Linked DNA regions of Mus musculus: region 2 is linked to region 1. Evidence: chromatin contacts called from public HiChIP or PLAC-seq data. All regions are on one chromosome and are shown on one strand. Each heading gives the region's core, a stretch centred on a gene start, on an enhancer-like site or on the middle of the called end of the contact. The rest is flanking DNA. Distances are from core to core; before and after follow the strand shown.

Region 1 (2,924 bases), core at 305-2,804:
AGGAGTGGAGATAATTTAAATATAAGCCAGTGTCTCATTTCCAAATCAAGTTGTGCAGTTATGCCGTGCACCAGGATTCAATATTAAACCAACACCGTTTCACAGTTCGAAAATAGGACACGAAGAAGACGGAAGGGGCATGGTAAAGAAAGAGCGGTATTACATTCTCCTTCTTGGCTACGGACAAAACAAAAATGGACGGCAACAGAATAAAAAATCGTTAAAGTGATATTTGAAGAGTCACCAACAGTGGCTAACCAGCTGCTGGTTTACCAAGAATGAAATAGCCTATTGAGGGAACTTTAAAAGCCCTCAATTAATATGTTGAGCATGTATAAGATCCACAAAGAACTCACTGTATTTCCCACTTCCCCCCAGACATCCCCAGTACTCACAACTCCCCGAACCACCACCTTTCTTTTCTGTCAGGTGTGGGGTGGGGGAAAGATCAGAGCTACACAATAACTGGTTAACCTCTTCAAAACTGCGACAGCACCGGTCTTCACAATTAAAGGACAAAAACAAACACAAATAAAAAGGGTGACTTCATTAATGAGGGGATAAATTACCAATGACTTCTTCACTCTCTTTAGCTTATTACCCCCCAAACAAAACAAATATAATCCACATGTTAAAATCTCTTGTCTTCTTTCTTTGTTTTTGGTATGACGTTCTTTATTATGATTTTTTTTAAGTGTTGGTATTTGTAGAAGCTCCTGCCACTGTGTTCCCCAAAGAGCTACTAGTCTCAGCCCACTGGAGTTTATATTCCTTTAATTGTCTAGTGCAGGGACATTGCTGCCGATCTTAAAAATATACCGCTCTGCAGGAATTAGAGGAATCCAAGGTTGTATCCAACTTCAAAGGTTTCCAAGTCATAATGATTTTAGAAAGGCAGAAGACACATCATGGAAGGAACAAGCCCCCGTTTGAAGATAAGCATCATAGGGAATCTCTTTTTCCTTCCCTGTCTTCCCAACTTTGTGCTCCTCTCGGCTCTGGGTGCCCCCTCGCTAACGTAGTTTAATGATATGCAAATGAAATATGCATAAAACCATCCTACTGTATGATGATTAAACACTGGAGACATTAACAGCGGAGGCTTTACTCTGTATAATAATCCTTCCCGACCATCCACTTCGATTGCGGAGTTATGGAAACCCATAGCAGTTGGCAGAGAGAGGGGAAAGAGAGAAGGAAGAAGAGATGCAGGGGCACATCTCCCACTCGGTGCTTCTCCCACTCCCAAGGAGCTCCCCCAACCTTTGTACTGCACTAGTGCTGTCTTTTGTAATCCATCCATGCAGTCGCACCAGAGCGATTAACGGGGGGAAAAAACCTCTTTTCTCTTAATGTTTCAAAGCTCATTAGCCAAACGATTATTCCTCATTAACAGCGAAAGCTTATTCATTAAAAGGAAGGATATGCCCAAAAGATGCCAGCGCAGTTAATCCTGAGTCCCGTAACTGGACTGTAAATCCCAAACTACTTGTATATTCCATGCGAAAGGGGCACGCGCCAATCCACAATTAAAAGAAAAAAAAAAAAAGAAAAAGAACAAAAATGAAAACAGTTTGTGTGTTTTGTAAAATCCACAAGAGCAGCAATTAATATTCCCATTGAATTGACTTTAATTTTTGTGTGTGTGTCTCCCTTTTGTTTCCAGCGCCTGCCCCTGGCTCAGCGCCCGGTGCCAACAGAACACCTTCAGGATTCACAGCAACGCAGAAACCGTGAGTACCAGCCGCTTCCCTCAGACCCTTTTGCAGGATGTCTTTTTTTTTTTTTTTTTTCCTTAAGCACCTAAAACATAGAGACAAGGCTCTTTTCCCTTCTGCTCCTCAGCATCATGCCACCAGGGTTTGCCTGGTAGCCCCTTCCAAATCTCTCTGCCTTCAAGTTTGTACTTGTGTGTGTGGCATCCCTCCTCCTCCTCCTCCTCCTCCTCCTCCTCCTCCTCCTCCACTCCCATAGTGGATCTTGTAAAGGGGCTTCAGACGACCCCATTCATCTCCCCGGTGATAGCAGCGAATGTAGATAAATCTCTGGCTGCCTGCTTGCTGCTCCAGTATGATTTTTATTTTGTCTTCTGTGTGTACCTGGGTTAGAGAGTGGGATGCATACACACACACATACAAGTACATACTCAGATCTCCCAGTCTTTCCTCTGCCATCCTCTCCCACTTCTCAGACATGCATACACCACCCCACACACGTGTAAGTGCAAACCATATACACCTATATACGTACCCATACCTATAGCATGAAAATATATACATAGCTAAGCATTCAGTTTGTCAGAGAGTCTGTGTATTTGTATACACGCAGAGCCTTACACACATCTCTATATGCACTCGATGGTTGCCTGTTTTCACGTCTACCCATCTAGATAGCTCCTTTTAAACATTCCCTCTTTTCTCTCAGCAGAGGCTGTGTGCCATTTCCATCCAGGATTGGGAAAGCAGTATTCCTTCCTTAGAATTTCTATCTGTAGACCTTTATGTTTCCTTCTCTGCCTTCTTCGGAGCTATAAAATTGGCATCTTTCCCTGAGGTTTTCCGAATGGCAAGTGGTACCGGCTGTGGCATGCATTCATGCCGATTCCTCAGGCATTTCTCTTCCGATGTCTGCCTTTCCTCTTTGTTGTTGACTTGGCTGAACGGTGTGTTGTTGTTGTTGTTTTTTTAAGTTAATTATAAACGAAGTTGAGTAGCAAATAAGCCAGTAGCTTGCCCTCTCAAAAAAAAATTAATGAAAAAACAAAAATAGCCCACACAAGTGCCTTCTGCTGCAACAGATGCCCACATCACCCTTGGCATGGGCAACGGACAAACAGTTTGGGTGGTTGATGATTTTCTCTGACTGTCGCTGTATCTGTTGTTTGTTTTCCTTGTTTCTTTTTGATTTTTCAAGATGTCCAGGAC
Region 2 (2,924 bases), core at 215-2,714, 190 kb after region 1:
ACACTTTACCTTGGGCATCAGTTTCTGTAACTTTTTTTTTAAGATTTATTTTCTTGTTTTATGTATATTAGAGCATTGTTGCTATCTCCAAGCACACCAGAGGAGTGCATCAGATCCCATTACAGACGGTTGTGAGCCACCATGTGGTTGCTGGGAATTGAACTCAGGACCTCTGGAAAAGCAGTCAGTGCTCTTAACCACTGGGCCATCGCTCCAGCCCTGGTTCCATAACTTATAAATTGACTCTCTGTTTTGGAGTTGTGAACTTTAACTAGAATGGCATACATGTGTGAAACCAGCAAGAGGCCTGCTAACTACTCCATCTCCTGAATAGCTCTTACTGTCAGCTCATCACAACCTGGCATTATCTGGGAAGAAGGAAGCTCAGTTACAGAAGTGGCCAAGTCTGTGCAGTGTCTCCTTAATTGCTAATTGATGTGGGAGGGCCCAGCCCACTGTGGGCGGTACCATCCCCTATGCAGTGGTCCTGGGCTATATAAGGAAGCTAACTGAGCCTGAGGGCCAATAATCCAAATTCCTTCATGGTTTGCACCCTGACTTCCCTCAATGGTGGATTGTGAACTGGGCGTGTAAACTGAATATGCCCTTTGCCTCCTCCAAGTTGCTTTTGACCCGGCCGTTTGTTGCAGCAACAGAAACAAAACTAGAAACCCCAGGTAACTGTTGGCTATTGACTATGGAATAAGAAACACAAAGAGAAGTTAGTGTATTTCTTTTCATACGGAGGAAGATGGATCCCATACTCAGACCCGGAACTGTTTGGAGTGATAAGAATGAATGTCTCAACATGAAAGTATGGCATACGTATGTAAGTGACATCAAGGACCCTCTATTTTATGTCTCTCCTGCCACGAGTATCTATTTAGACTTATAATATAAACATCTGTTCTTTTCTCTCACAGCTTCTCCCTCCCCCCCCCCCACGCCCTCCCTCCAACCCCCTTCATCCGCCAGTCCCTTTTCACGGACAAACTCCTCGGTATGAAATCTCTGCTTTCTTTGTTTTCCTGGTTTCCATTTTGTAATCTAAAATATTCACTCCAAGTTCCGCTTGACAGACGTCCCTAATCTAATCTCCACGTCTGCTTTCTAATTTTCACACTCAGGATAAAACAAATCGGTTGGAGTTAATTGCTGGAGCAGCGGGCCGGAGCTCTGAGCTGTGATTTATGAGCTGAATACGGGCGCTCTGCAACACATTTTTCTTAATTTATTTTTAATGAGTCTCTCAATTAATTTTCTTGGAAACATCTTAATGATGTTGGAGGCGGGTGTTAATGAGGTCTGCACAGCTCCTAATTTTGCATATTTTAAAGTGCCTAATGTCACCTCGCAACCCTTTCTTCCCATTTTAGGAAGGGATGAGGGGAGCGATTATTGTTGAATGGAGAGTCTTCCCTCTTCACATCTCTGTCTTTGCTTAACCTTTCAGACATTATGGGCTTAGGGCGTGTCTCGGCGGCAATCACGTGTTCCCTGCTCCCCTCCCCCCACTCTTGCTGTCTCCGGGCTCTGGAATCTGAGAAACTAAAGCTAGCAAAGGAGGGACAAGGCAGGGTTTCTGGGAAATGGAGAGTTCTGGAAGCAGCAGCTCTGAGTGAAACACTGAGAGGGTACTTGTACCTGGTACCCCGTCCTTTCTGCGAGCAGGGGATGTAAGGGAGGGGCGTGGGAAAACAGCTCACGGGATGTATGTGTTCAGAGCCTTGTGTCCCCAGAGGTCTCTGCAGGCCTCAGAGCATCTCATCCCGGCCAGGCTACCTTACTGTGACAAGCATGCCATTGTCCAGCCCTCCCTGATCCCTTTTCAAAGCTACAATAAGCCGGCACCAGGCTTCAGTCCGTCTTTGTTAGAGACTGTTTGCTGATTAATAGTCATTAAAGATTTCTATAGAAAATTTTCAAAATAATGGGTTAATAATACTGGCCAAAGGCAGTCTAAAAAGTATAGATAGGCCCTATTTAAATTGTGCTGCTTCTTTCTCTGTGTTTTCCTGTTTGTGGGCATTCTAGTTCGTTTTATATATTTGTGACGGTATTGAATATCAATTCTTTCTTAAAACAAACAGCAAATCCATTTTAAATATCATTTTCACGGCTGCTTAATATTCTCCTCGGTAGGTATATCAAAAGTTACGAAACCATTCCACCGTGCTAAGCATCTAAGCTAAGACTCACATATATCCTGTGATGAATCTCTGTACGGCGCTTTTTTTTTTTAAAGCAAGGGTTTTTGTTTTTGTTTTTATTTTTATTTTTTTGGTAAAGCAGTCTAAGAAATTGGTATTGCTTTAAAGAATACAATCCCTTTTAAGCCTTCTGATACATATTTCCGAATTATTTCCTAATCTAAAGGGCCGGGCCAGGTTATTTCCAATAGCAAAATATGAGGGTGCATTTCTCCCATCATGCAGTGGTCTACGTATTACAATATTAAAACTAAACGGCCAGGTTTAGAGTCACTTTTTTATTTTCTTCACTAGTTCAACTCTTTGGAGTGATGTCAGTGTGCCCTTCCTTGGGCTTTAATGAAAGAGGCTATATATCAACGGAAACCTGGATCCACGTGACCTGTCCGCGCAGCACGTGTTTCCTGCCCTCCTCCGTAGATGCTTTCTGCCCCTGTCACCTCATTGTTCATAACTCAGTACTCTGTACATTGTTCATCTGTACTCTGTCCCTCCCCTTGTGTGGAACACCAGTCTCAAACCTCCGTCCACAGTAGCTGAGCTGTCTGAATCTTCCCAGTGGCCTCTGGGGCTCAGTGTCACTATCCCCATCTGGATGAAGATCCCCATTCAAGCAGCAACCATGAGCTTCGGACATGGAAGTCTCCTGTGAGGCAGCGGATACATGCTCATTCAGTCAGTGAGCCAGTCCCAATGGTAGATTGAATATGCTTG

The links. HiChIP or PLAC-seq counts read pairs in DNA pulled down with a chosen protein or histone mark.
Region 2: a contact with region 1 is called in an H3K4me3 HiChIP or PLAC-seq map of embryonic forebrain, with 5 times the contacts expected there. The contact joins the enhancer-like site here to the promoter of 4922502B01Rik in region 1. A contact is called at or near these places in 6 of 39 promoter capture datasets (the 3T3-L1 cell line, the HPC-7 cell line, cranial neural crest and 2 more), 1 of 484 Hi-C or Micro-C datasets (ganglionic eminence) and 3 of 115 datasets of contacts at active chromatin or transcription factors (embryonic forebrain, embryonic hindbrain and forebrain).

What each region holds. Positions count from the first base shown.
Region 1 is chr8:109,248,191-109,251,114 of GRCm38.p6, forward strand. It overlaps 4922502B01Rik (RIKEN cDNA 4922502B01 gene), which reads right to left and starts at 1,555. Exons shown (of 5, transcript NR_151498.1): 1 at 570-1,555. It overlaps D030068K23Rik (RIKEN cDNA D030068K23 gene), which reads left to right. Exons shown (of 10, transcript NR_126329.1): 9 at 1,667-1,733; 10 at 2,914-2,924.
Region 2 is chr8:109,435,742-109,438,665 of GRCm38.p6, forward strand. It overlaps a transcript of Pmfbp1 not described here. Among named protein-coding and RNA genes, the nearest start is that of Gm35145, 24 kb to the right of the region's middle. Within about 2 kb of position 1,465, at least 33 of the 459 cell types and tissues checked have an H3K27ac peak or open chromatin away from gene starts, as enhancers often do. A contact at or near this core is called in embryonic forebrain and ganglionic eminence, where this site is marked.